Regions from separate parts of the Mus musculus genome. Here region 1 is linked to region 2. The links are chromatin contacts, called in public promoter capture Hi-C maps. All regions are on one chromosome and are shown on one strand. The core of a region is the stretch at or near the end of the contact, and the rest is flanking DNA. Distances in the headings are between cores, read along the strand shown. Region 1 holds the start of Nmb (neuromedin B). Region 2 overlaps Blm (Bloom syndrome, RecQ like helicase).

Region 1 (6,924 bases), core at 1,270-3,769, 450 kb after region 2:
AATCAGGGAAATGCTGAGTGTACCCAGGAGGGCAGCTGCAGGCTCTCAGCTGAGCCTCTCAGTGAGAACCTTTCTCCCTGGAAGACCTGAGGAGTCAGGGGGATTGGTTTTCCCAGAATATAGCCCCAACTTCACAGGGTAGTCATGACAACTAAAGGACATCACAGAAACCAAGCCCAAGGCATTGGAGAAGTGTCAGCAACATGCCCTACCCCCCATGCTCTGCTGCAGACCTCACTCCCTGCCACTGGCCATGGCAGTATTGCTTTCTATGAGATTCTCTGGTTGGTCGTGGTATTTCAGGTCTTCCAAATAATGTCCCTAGAGGTGATGCGCTCTCTCTCTCTCTCTCTCTCTCTCTCTCTCTCTCTCTCTCTCTCTCTCTCTCTCTCTCTTTCTCTCTGGACTCAGCTAGCCCAAGCTTCTCGCTTTTGCATCAGGGGTTCCAGGGATGTTTGCTGGGACTGGAGGTAGACCTGCTTCTAAGGAATGTCTCTTCTCTGAGCATGTTCACACTGTGCTAAGCATAGTAGGGGTAGGAAGGGCGTCATAGCAAAGTCCTGCCAGAGGCTTGCAGACATGTGGTAGGAACTCCTGCTTCCAAGAGCTTTCTGGTTGCCCAGAACTGGACTGCACGTGATACAAATGATCTCATCTACTGGGAGGTGGGCCTGTTGTTTCTATTTGATGAAGACACATTTCTAAGGTTCCCCTAGCTAGTTAGCTAGGTGTGGCCCCAGCATGCATCCTACCCATCCCACTGCCTTCTGCACACAGCAATGAGTACCAGGGGACACCAGCAGGAGCCAAGAACGGAGGAGCTGCCACACCACCTGGCAGCACCACAAGGCCTTGAGCACCACAGGTCAATGCTTTACAACCAGCAGTGAGTCAAGCCCACTTCCACCAGGGGGACACCGACACTCATGTCCGAAGGCTTTGGTTTTTGTTTTTCCCAAACTCCTGATCTCAAACCATCCTCCTGCCTCAACCTATGAGGCATTTGGGACTGCAGGCAAGTGCATTGTTCTTGGTCTGCAGGGAATCTTGGTTATCACAACTTGGTGAGAAGGGAATGTGCTACTGGCCTCTGGCGGGTAGAGACCAGGGATGTGCTAAGCATCTCAAATGCAAAGGACAGCCCTGCAGAGCCTTTACTGTCAGGAACACTGGCATTGGGAAGTGGATGGGAGACTGGAAAGCAGGCTGGTTCTGAGGTGTCACCACTGGTCACTTCCCTTCCACCTCAAGGCCGTAGGGATCACAGCTTGGGACACAAGCACAGCCTGGCATGGCAAAGGTGGGCTTGGCTAATGACAGCTGGGGTGGACAAGGCTGTGTGGCCTGGAGAACACTCTATTTAAGAGCTAGAATACTCCTAGTCTGCGACGTCAGACTGGGGATGGGCAAGGAGGAACTTTTTCCCCCATGTAGTCTGGCTGCTGCGTCATTTTCCAGTCTTTGGGATATTCCCCCTTTGAGCCCTGGGACCTTGGCTTTCTGGAATCCATTACCGTCTGGCTAGGCAGTCCCACCCTGAAGACATGCTGGGCAGCAATTCTTCCATGCTGGTACTGGGGAGGGGGCTTACCTGGATTGGGGGAGCTGGGCCACTGAAGTTCATGCCTAGAGCTTTCTTTCGCAGGAGGATCCTGAGCAGATCATGACTCAGCTGTAGTCTCTGGTCCCTCGGGGTGTTAGGGGGTGCTGTCCCCACCAGTGACAGGCTCGGGGGTTCCAGGCTCTTCTTGCCCATGAAGTGACCTAAGAAAGGAGGTGCCAAGGTACATGGGAGCTCAAGATGAGGACCCCATCACCACAGCAAGCTCTGGTCTAGTCGACCTTTCGGCTCTCACAGAGGGAAGACAAGAAACATTATCCTCAGAAGCCACAGATCTCTGGGTGGAGGCAAAGCTGACATCCTGAGCTTTTCCTGACCCGCTGGAGGATAGAAGACGGGTAGATAGCCCAGGACCAGGGAGACTACCTGCCAGGGAAGGAAGTGGAGAAGGTGCCTCTAAATGGATGCAGAGAAGACATGAGGTGAGAAGACTTGTCAGTCTGCCTAACCGACTGGTAACCGGATCTAATCTCTGTCTTAAACTTTCTGAGTGGGTTATCTTAGCCATGTCTAGGGTCTCAAGATTCCCATCTGTTAAACTTGATGAGCCCCCCGCGACTGCAGGAGCTCCGCTACCAAGAGCCTCCAAAGTGTTGAAAAGGAAACTGAGGACCAAGGAGAATGAGGCATGCTTATAGGGGGTCCCCTAACACTTACCGGTCGCCCAGAGGTTGCCCCGAGGGTGCACTCGAATCTTGCTTGCTCGGCTGCGGGGCTCCGGGAGATCCCAGTTGAAGGGAGCGACGCCGGAAGCGAACAATGCGAAGAGCAGGAGACCACGGAGGAGCCAAGAGCTCCCTGCTTGCCGGGTCATGGCTGTGCCAAACAGGCTCTTCTCTGGCACTCTCAGGATACTAGTTCTCGAAGCCCGCCTTCCAGCCTTTTAAACTACAGTCGGGAGCGGAGCCTGCCTGAGGAGCGGAGCTCGCTCCGCCCCAGAGCCCCGCCCCGCAGGCTCCGCCCACACAGCCTTGCATCCCGGTTTCTCCTAGAAACCCACCACACTCGCGTGCTTATGGCATCGTCCCCAGCAAAGGTGGTTCCCAAGGCCACCAACACAGCTTTCTGTGTTTCCATCAAGTTGTTACTTCAGCCCTCAAAGCTTCTCCTTAAAGCTAAAGCAGAACAAGAAGCCCTGCTTTTGGCAGTCTATGTGTTTGGCATCATCCCGCAGAGGAACTCAAGAATCCTGTCACCTCCTGTCTCAAACCATCTGAGCCTTGTTTGCCCTGCTTTGTGCTCACAAATGGCACACACTGGATAACCTGGACAAGTTCTGTGCCCAGAACGGGGACAGAATTATGGGGAAGGGAGTGAGGAGCTGCCTCCTAGTAGTGGTACCCTTTAAAGGGCCTGGCTTATCATACTGTAGGTCAGATCAGTGGAAAGATTGCTGGGCCAGATGACTTCTCTAGTGTAAAACGGAAATAACCATACTACTTGTGGAGAAGCAGAACTCTGCCTTCCAGAGCTGTTCTTATTGGTCTTGGAAAGTATCTTCAGTCATCAGTGGCATCCCTGAATGATCAGGGGCAGATATGTGCTCCGACCCAGCATTGTGGGAGGGGCAGGAGGGGACACCAATTTCCTGTTCACAAGAGTTCACTTACTCATTAGAAACTAAGTCAAGGAGTGACTGATGGAATAGAGTATTAGGTCTTGGACCCTTTACTGCATCATTTGTGCTGCCTAGCATAATCTTTTTATTTTGTTTGGGACATGAGCTATGTAGCTCTCTGTCCTGGAACTCCTACATAGAACAGATTGAGTTGAACTTATAGCAAGCCTCCTGTCTCAGGTTCCTAAGTACCAGATTATAGATGTGAGCCACTCTACTTGGTTTGCTGTCTTTACTGGGTCAGTTCTTACCTTCTGCTTTGTTTGAGACAGGGTGTCCTTCTTTCTGCTGTCTGTCATATAGTCCAGTTTAGCAGGCCCACAGATTCTGGGTTATTCTCCCATCCATCTCTCTCATCTCACCACAGGAACACTGATTGCATGTATGTGTCAGTACATACAGTTTGTCATGTGGGTTCTACCAATCTGAACTTAGCTCAGCCTTGTGGCTGCAAGTGCTTTTATCCACTTCGTCATCTCCCCAGCCTACACCTTACTTTTTGAGGCGGGGTCTCTTGCTGAAACTGGAGCTCATTGACTCAAACCTGGCTGGGCAGCAAGCCTAGGGACCCTCCTCTCTCCACCTGCCTAGCGCTGGGATTTTAGGTGCTGGCCCACACCCCTGGCTTTGCGTTTGGTGCTGGGAATCTGAACTCAGTACTCATACTTGCACGGCAAGCACTGCCTAAGCTTAGCCTTCATCCCCCAGGCCCAGGGAAGTTTTCTGAGGCCGTGTTACTGAGGTTCTGGAGTGTGGCACACGGGACAGTGACAGTCCATTTCTGGCCCTGGCTTTTCCCTTCAGTCTCCTTGCTTCTCACTTCCAACCTGACATTCACACCTCCCTGCTTTCTTGTCACAGCTTAGCCATGGTGTTCAGATATAGCTCTTATCACCTTCCCATACTAATCTTCCCTGTGTGGCTGCCTCCCGCTTTTCTGCATCTATCACATGCTCAGACTGTCGCTTTGGTCCATGGACGTAGAAACCAAAGGAAACAGTATTGACTTTAGTGAGTGCTGACTTCCTTAAATGCTTGAAGGAACTCACCTGACAAGCTTCTCTCTTATGTCACTGTCAGAGATCACCTCAGAGGCTTCGTTACTTGTCATGACACCTTTGGGGCACTGCCTGATGTACCCAAAGCTTTGAGAACACACACAGCTCCCCCTAACACATGCACGCCATTTTCCCACGCCTGTATCCGCTCAGCACCGGGGTGAGTTTTGAGTTCTCTGGGGGCAGAGCTAGTGACACTACCTCTCCCAGCTCACTGCTCTCCTGCACGTGACACTGAGTTCTGTTCTCACAGGCTCACGGATCTGACACACACAGCAAGCCAGGAAGCTGCTACTCAGTGAAGAGAGCGAGAGCCCAGGATGCCGGGAAGCCCTGCAAAGTGGGCAGGCCAGGCAGCGGCCCTAACTGCACGGAACCTTGGTGCACGTAAGGTGACAGTTACACACTGAAGTAATATTTTCAGCCCCAAAGAGGGTTTCTAAAAATGTTTTGGGATTTTAGAGACTTACACTCACTGTGGAGCCCAAGGCTGGCCTTGAACTCCAAATCCTCTTGTTTCAACCTCTCCAGTGCTGGAATGTGTGCCACATTACTGAGTGGCCAAAGAGGTTTTAACACTTGGGAATCTGGTACAGAATCCCACGATTCTAGGAGATTTGATAATCTGAGCCAACCCGAGGGAGAGAGGGCTTTGCAAATCTACGTTTTCTGCAGTAGCCCATTCAACTTCCAAAGACAAGACAGGGTAAGGCACCCAGTGTGGCAACCTGTACTGGGAAAGAGCAGACCTCTGCTGTGCACAGACCTTGTAAAGAAGCAGTGCAAACGCCTGAACTCTGCTTTCTCTCCTGGGTGGAACAGAGGTTACTCTGTAGCTTGTTAAATAGGAAACAATAGCTCTTGCCTTTGCAGCTATCGTGAGAGCAGCGCCCAGAATGAAGCTCAATCCCTTTGTGAGTTCTGACTGAAGCAATTAAGTGGCATTTCAGTGAACCAGCTCACGTTTGCAAGAACATGATGTCTTCCACTCTCCAAAGGCCGAAACAGAAGTATAGTGCCCATTTGATAGGAAGATGAAGTTCAGGTTGTCCAAGGACACCACAAAGGTCAGCAGATTAGCAAGGCGGTCCAGGTGCACAGAAGGCAATGTGTCATCTACACTGAAAAGGTGTGGCCCGGAAAGAGTAATGGCATAACCGTCCACGTGGGCATCCACCCCAGCACGGTGGGGATCGGCAGGCTAAAGTGACAAAGACAGAAAAGAAATCCTAGAAGGAAAAGCCAGTGCTGCCCAGCAGGAAAGGAGAAGGGCAAATACAAGGGTGATGAAGAAGATGCAGGGGAGGAAGCCTATCACACACAACTTCCATCACAGCCTGCCTATGCGGAAGAAACAGGAAAGGATGGACGTTTGTAACAAACTGTAAAGTGCTTGCAGTAGAGCAGACGGTGGGGTCCCAGGAAAAGCAGAGCCCGTCACCGGGAATCATTCACTCCTTAGTGAGACCTGAGTGTCCACACAACAGAGCATGGCCCCGCCCAAAGCATGCCTGTGACACCTTGGTTCCTAAATCAAAATGCCAACGCACCTACATCACTTTTTTTTTTTTCCTGGTTTTTCGAGACAGGCTTTCTCTGTATAGCCCTGGCTGTCCTGGAACTCAATTTGTAGACCAGGCTGGCCTCGAACTCAGAAATCCGCCTGCCTCTGCCTCCCGAGTGCTGGGACTAAAGGCATGTGCCACCACGCCCGGCTCACTTCTTTTTTCTTTTTGGTTTTTCGAGACAGGGTTTCTCTGTGTAGCCCTGTCTGTCCTGGAACTCACTCTGTAGACCAGGCTGGCCTCCAACTCAGGCATCTGCCTGCCTCTGCCTCCCAAGTGCTGGGATTAAAGGCATGCACCAGCACTACCCGGCTCTTTTTTCTTTTTCTTCTTCCTCCTCCTCCTTCTTCTTTCTCCTTTTTCTTCCTCCTCCTCTTCCTTTTTCTTTTTGGTTTTTCGAGACAGGGTTTCTCTGTATAGCCCTGGCTGTCCTGGAACTCACTTTGTAGACCAGGCTGGCCTCGAACTCAGGCATTTGCCTGCCTCTGCCTCCCAAGTGCTGGGATCAAAGGCGTGCGCCACCACGCCTGGCTCTCTTCCTTTTTTTTTTTTTAAAGAGATCTGCCTGCTTCTGCCTCCTACATGCTGGTGGACCTCCACACTTGGTATTACCTCAATTCTTGACCAGTGCTGAGAAAGAATTCTGTAGCACCATGGCTTTGGCTTGAATAAATTGGCAGGTTGAGAGCTTGACCAAAGCTTGATGTCAGCTAATTTATCTACTTGCCTAACATAAAGTTCTGAATATAAATTTGTGTAATTAGACTTCCTGAATTAAAGCAGGAACCAGGCTTACCAATCCAAATAGATGGGACAGTTAAAGCCATGGTTGTAGTGAAGTGACTGAAAGTAGGTAGAGGCATGCTGGGGATGCCTAAGACAGGCGTTTGTCATTCACAGTAAATAGTTCCATTGAACTGTATATGAGAACTAGACAAGCTTCAGAAAAATCAGGGTAACAAGGCAAAATGTTCCTGACTGATCGGAGTAAGAGACTGGGGCAGGAGTGTCATGATAATGAGAGTACTGGTTGGTTTTGTGTGTCAACTTGACACTGCTGGA
Region 2 (6,397 bases), core at 365-2,864:
CATGATTTTCCTTGGTCTTACATTTGTCTGCATTTTCTGTCTGGAAACCCCACGAGAGGGTAAGTTGCCCTACCCCAGTACACAAGTATGCTCTGAATTTCTTTCTAAAGTATCTCAGTTCGTGGCCTGTGACCAACCACAGACTCTCCCTCTAGCCACACCTTCCACAGCCTATAGCCGGAATCCTCTGCCTCTGGGTCTATTCTAACAAAGAGGAAGTGAAGACCTCTTTCTCTTTTTTTTTTTTCTTTTTTTTTTTTGGTTTTTCAAGACAGGGTTTCTCTGTATAGCCCTGGCTGTCCTGGAACTCACTCTGTAGACCAGGCTGGCCTCTGCCTCCCAAGTGCTGGGATTAAAGGCATGAGCCACCACTGCCTGGCATGAAGACATCTCTTAAAGACCCCAAATCTCTGGCCATCAGATACCCTAGAATTACTGCACTGACCCAGATGTGAGCAAGGCAGCTTTGTGCAGAGTGGAGATGGGGCAGAGCCTCTGGGTGGCCTCATCCTAGTCACATAGTCCTAGGAAGGCTGCATATGTGGCTCCTTAGGGAGGACCAAGCTGCCTCATGCAGTGGTCTGGCATGTGTCAGGGCCACGTAGTCAGCAATTCCCCTGCCCCAACACCCAAAGAACTGCCAACTTGTCCTTTCTGCTTACTGCCTCCTACAAGAAGGGAAGAGGGCCCTGCCAGAGCCTGAGCTGTGCCCTGCATATCACTTCTTTGCTGACCCGAGGAGAGCAATTTTCTAACCCTTGATAAAACAAACAAAAAGTGAACCACCTTGTCAGCTGGTTTACAGTGACAGTGGGCAGTGCAGAGGTGCACCATCAGTTGTATAATCCCGGGCAGTTAGTGGCATCCTAGGGCATGCTGCTGGGGTTAGGAAAAGTTTTTCAACATTGTAAACCTCTTGCTGGAGGGAAGGCAATCTCATTGCAGATCTGGCGGAGAAGCAGCCTCAAGTTTCCCTCTGCTGACTTCCTGCTGAGGAATGAAGCCCGGAGCAAACCCTGCTGTTTATATGGATTTACAGAACGCATCTGCCAACAGCAGCCTCCATTTCAACGGCTCATCCATTTTCCTCCCACTCAGAAAGCTCAGAACACACCTGGCTCATTGTGTGGCTTTCTGGAGACGTGAGCCCCAGTGGTCTGTTGGGGGTGAAGGGCTCTTGGCAAGGAGCCCCAGTATTCTCTCACTGCACAGGTGAGCAGCCCCGGGGCTGGAATCCCCCTCAGGGTGGGCTGGAAAACCCAGAGGAGCAGAGGAGATGCCAAGCAGCTGCTGATGGTGAAGAGTCACCAAGCTGGCAGGCAGAAGAGACCCTCCTTACACACAGACCGACTACACTTAGATGGAAACCGGAGCTGGCTGTGGGGCACTATGATGTTGGTTTTGTTTTCTGAGATAGAGTCTCATGGCACAGACTGGCTTTGGACTGTGCGTGTGTGTGCGCGAGTGCGTGTGCGAGAGAGCGTGTGTATGCATTTACGTATTTGCTTACTTTTGTTGAGACAGGGTTTCTCTGTAGAGTGCCGGCTGGACCCAAACGCAGAGATTTGTGTGCCTCTCAACTGCTGACACTGAGGCACGCATGACCATGTGTGGCACTGAACCACAGATTACCTTGCACTCTGATCTTCCTGCCTCCTAGCTCCCGAGTGCTACAGTAAACCTTTATGCCTCGTGCAAATTTGAGTTTTACTCCTTATTAAATCAGATTACAGGCAACATGGCAAAGAGCTCCTTTCTCACAAACAGCTGCTGTGCAAATGAAGTGAAGGAGCCAGCAGCAAAGAACAGTGTTGGTCTCTTCCCTCCCAACAAGTAGAAGCCAGATGTCAGATCGCCCACGGTTTCAAGGAGTGTCCACAGACTCGCAGAAGTGAAAGTGCTCTGAGCCGTCAGGCCAGGCCAGTGTCCAATCCTACCTCTGAAACGGAGTAGGCGAGACTGGCCTCAGGCAAGCCCTTCCCTCCCACACAACACAGGCCAGGCCAGTTTCCCCATCCTAAACCCAAGGGGGTTGGACCAGAAGCTTTTTAAGGTCTCATGCTCTGTGAGCAACTAAGCAAATGAGTGCTTCCCAAGGGGAGGAATAAATGAAGGAAATGAGAAAATGTCCTCACTGAGGAATATCTGATGGTCACTTGCGCACTCAAAACCACAAAGTTAAACCACCATTTACAAATGTCTTTAATTGTGTACTCTGGAGGAAGGTTAGCACATGTAAGAAGTCTGTTTATGGATTTAACAAGAAATGACAATTTGGTGACATTGTCTGCCTTTCTCTTCCCCCACTCAATCTTGTTTTTCTCACTTAGAAGGAGAAAAGGTGGAAAACTGCAAACAACAGCTCAGAGCCATGCAGCTTTGGTTCCTGTTCTAAGCAGTTCTGTTACAGTATGCACTTCTCTGGGGACCACCATCTCTGGATTGAGGGCAGGAGGTGATGGGCATCTAGCAGGGGAGAAGGAGGAAGAGGGGGAGGGAGGGACTCTTGGATACAGTCCAATGGTGGAAAACATGCCTGCTGCCAAGACCTGGCCACTCTGACTTCGCTTCTCCTGTGCAGACATGCTGCAGCCAAGCAAAGGGAGGAGAAGACAGAAACCACTTACACAGCCCCCAAGGAAACTTGGCTTGTCTGGCCTTTGGATTTCCCCAAGTGGTCTCCTCTCAGCTATCCTGCCAAGACTAGGAGACCCAGTCTCCCGGGCATTAAAAGTAGCAGGGAGGGTGGGGAATGCGCTGGGCTAGCAGTGCTCAGTTAGATTGTAGGAAGCTATGGGCTGGACCTCAGCATTGCATAAACCAGGTGTGATGGCCCACATGTAATCTCAGAAGTTGGGAGGTGGATGCAGGAAGAGTATAAAGTCAGGGTCAACCTTGGCTTTAAACTAAGTTCAAGGGCAGACTGTGATAGAGGAGACCCTGTCTCAAAAAATAGCAGAGAGACCCAGAGAATCCTGCAGCAGAGGGAGTGCAGCAAACACTTATAGACTCCCAAAAGCCTGAAGGACACGGCCGTGTTATTTACTCAGGGTGTTTTTGGTGGAAAATACTTTAAGAAGAATAATTACCTCAAAAGAAACAAAAATTCCAAGGTAAAGTCAAAGTTTGAGAAGTTTTTGCAAATTAGATTACTTAAAAATCCAAAGTCCTGCTTTTACTTTGGTTTAGGGGCTAGCCATCAATCTATTAACTATTGACTGTTAGAGCAGCTATATGCACCCCATCCTCCCCGTCCCCCGGATGCTACAAAGACATAAAGACCATACATACCCCTTTGCTCTGAAGCCACCGTAACTAGTTCTTCTCCTCTTGGGCTTATGGGTGGCTGACATTTTCTTTCTCTTTCTTTCATTTCTAGTTTGATTTGCAAAGTAGTGAGAAGATACAGGCGCTTCCTCCTCCTCCTCCTCAGTGTCCTCTGGGGCGCCTCTGGCGCCTGGGGAACCATCCTCAGCTACAAACAGGAAATGCAGACATTTACAGGTGACCCTGGGTTTGGAGCCCAATACCAGCTGCTTTCCTGCTGAATGGATTCAACACCTCAGCAGGAATTAAACATTTTATTTTGAAAAGCTTAAGTATGTTCAATGGCAATTTATATTTAATGAGAGAGAATCAAAACTCATTACTTACAGATTTTTGTGATAATTTTCAACTCAACTGGAGATGTCAGGTTTAGTTCACACTTTACTGCATGAGGCCTATGTTATTTTACATTGTGCAGCTAACCCTTGCGAACTGAAGTAAAGGCTGCCATAAGTGTTAGCTGATTTTATTTATCATTTTAAACATGTTGAGAAAATAAGTCCAATATAAAAAAACCAACAAATTCTGTTCTTCATCTTTAACCAACAGCCTCTTAATAAACACACCAGAAAATTCAGTACTGTATTTTACTCCTAAGCCATTTCTCTGCATAATTGTTATGAACACGTGGCATATCAAGCAGGAATTTGGCCTGAGTGAAAACATACATTTGCCTAGAGTTATTGGAGAAGGAACTTTAACTGAGAGAGTTCTCCCACCAGACTGGCCTGTTAGGGATGCTAGGGCATTTTCTTTTCTTTTGTGTTTTTTTCTGAGACGGGTTTCTCTGTGCAGCCCTGACTGTCCTGGAACTTGCTCTGTAGACCAGGCTAGCCTTACTTCAGAGATCCATCTGCCTCTGCCTCCTGATTGCTGAGATTAAAGGTGTGTGCTAACATTGCATGACTTGAATTTTCTTGATTGATGGGAAGGAGGAACACAGCCCACCCTTGGTCATGCTGTCCTTGAGGTGGTCCTGAGGTAAATGGAGGCAGAGGCTGAGAAGTTGAGAGGGAACAAGTGAGTAAGCAGTGTTCCTTCATAGTCTCTGCTTCAGCCCTGGACTTGTCTTGCTTCAATGGACTACAGCTCAGGATACATAATACAAACAAACCCTCTGCTCCCCAAGTTGCTTCTGATCACGGTATTAATCACAGCAATAGAAACCTGACTAAGACAGCAGGTCCACTGGGGATGACAACTTAATGCTGGCGTGTAAGTGGACAGCACACTGTGCCCCTTCATCCCCTACAGCAAACTACTCCTTTTTCTCAGTTTCCCTCATCCAGTGATCTCTATACCAGTGCCATGGCTTGTAACGAGGCACCACAGGACAGACCTAATGCAGCCTCTGGCAACCTCTGCTTTGATGTCCTCACAAAGTCAGATTCTTCCAATGGCAAGAGTGTTCCAGTGACACATCCATTTTCCCAAAGCACGTAAGAGCTACTCTAACATGTTATCTTGACAAGCTTGCTAGATAACATGTCCCTTCCTTACATGAGAACGAACAGTGAAGCACACTGGGGATGCTGGTGTCCTGCCAGGATCACATAGTGAGGTGATAGTCCATCTGGAATGGGTGCCAGGGATCATGACTCCTTGGCCACTCACTTTGCCTTACCAAAACAACAGCGTGTAGGCCCTCGGGCAGGCACAGAGGCTCCCTCCCACCTGTGCTCCATCAGCAGCTTTAATGCCGGGCTTCCTAACTACCTGAGAGGTGCCTCACACACTGGGACTGTTCTTAGGATTGGAACTTCAGTGTAACAGGTGTAGGATGCATTAACTACCTGGTGCCAGCTCAGGGAGACGCACTGCTTAACAGTAACACAGTTCTGAGAGGGGCTCACAAGTAAACAGGTTTGGAGGATACGGAACCTGGCACTGTCCATTCTGAGTACTTCTGTAATACTGGAATCACTTCTGCACCATATTTTTCCAGCTTGTCTTCGGTAACACCATCAATCTGAAGCAAAACCTCAGGATCAGAAGATAAAGATTCTGTGTGTGGATATAAAATTAAGAATTTAAATCACCACTCATGGAAAAACCACTGAATTCATGTGCATCTGCTCATTTCACTCATGCTTGTTAAGAGCCAACTATTGCTGGGACCGGATCCATGGGGAGTTTTCTAAAAGGTGAAGTTAGACTGGAAATGCAGCACACAGGCCAGGAGGCAGGGCCCACTGTCCAGTCTCAGCAACAAAGGCACAGATGTCAACGTAGGGGGTGGGAGCCAGCCAAGTGCCTGTGGAAAGCTAGGGTGGGCCCTGTGCTAAGTGTTCAGGCTTCCAGCACACTGTCCCCACTGCCAAGGCTTGTCTAGCTGCAGGACAAATGTCCCCGTATTTGTAAACAACACTGACATTCTATGTCTAGCTCTGCAGACATACACACTCCATCTCAAGAGACACACTACACTGAATCTGCCCCGACACTGACTGAGTCCTCATCTGGTTAGTCCCATGCAGGTGAAGCAGGGACAGTACACCTTCTTATGGCTCAAAGGTCACGCTGGCTGCTGTTTGGGAAAGAGTAGAAAGGGATGCTTATTGGCTCTGAAGGAGGAAGAATGGAGCAAGCTGGATGTAGTGGTAAAAACCAAGGCTTGGGTTTGCTCTGAGCCAAGAGCGTTGGCTTTGGAGTGAAAGGGTGCTAATCCCATATCTCTGCCTTGAGCAGAGGGTAGATTTCAGATCCTTTCCAGTCACTCTTATGCTTGGAGGAAAGTGATAGACTATGGGATAGAGCAGGTTCAAGAGGGCTAGTGGGAGACAAAATGGAAGAAGAAAGCAGATGCAGACCCTATGACCCCCTTGACAGACTCTGTATTGTGTCTAGTGAGCTGTTCTAGTGTTAGTGGCCTGGGAAAACATAAAAGTAAAAGCACAACATGCTCACATAGGACATTAAGGAGACCAGTTAGGAAACTACATTAATAGCCAAAAACCTACCATTTTTTATGGATTCTAACTCACATACTGTTTTAACTTCTTTCTTTTGTCTTTTTTGAGACAAGGTTTCTCTGTAAAACAGAGCCCTGACTGTCCTGGAATTCATTCTG

Evidence for each region. Promoter capture Hi-C pulls out the DNA fragments that hold promoters and counts their contacts.
Region 1: a contact with region 2 is called in a promoter capture Hi-C map of neutrophils, with 4 times the contacts expected there. The contact joins the promoter of Nmb here to the enhancer-like site in region 2. A contact is called at or near these places in 2 of 39 promoter capture datasets (cranial neural crest and neutrophils) and 2 of 115 datasets of contacts at active chromatin or transcription factors (bone marrow-derived macrophages and memory CD8 T cells).

Annotation. Positions count from the first base shown.
Region 1 is chr7:80,902,543-80,909,466 of GRCm38.p6, forward strand. It overlaps Nmb (neuromedin B), which reads right to left and starts at 2,520. Exons shown (of 3, transcript NM_026523.4): 1 at 2,279-2,520; 2 at 1,592-1,764. The coding sequence starts at 2,435.
Region 2 is chr7:80,455,522-80,461,918 of GRCm38.p6, forward strand. Blm (Bloom syndrome, RecQ like helicase) reads right to left here. Exons shown (of 22, transcript NM_001042527.2): 20 at 5,209-5,331; 21 at 3,292-3,475. Among named protein-coding and RNA genes, the nearest start is that of Gm44851, 54 kb to the left of the region's middle. Within about 2 kb of position 1,615, at least 116 of the 459 cell types and tissues checked have an H3K27ac peak or open chromatin away from gene starts, as enhancers often do. A contact at or near this core is called in bone marrow-derived macrophages and neutrophils, where this site is marked.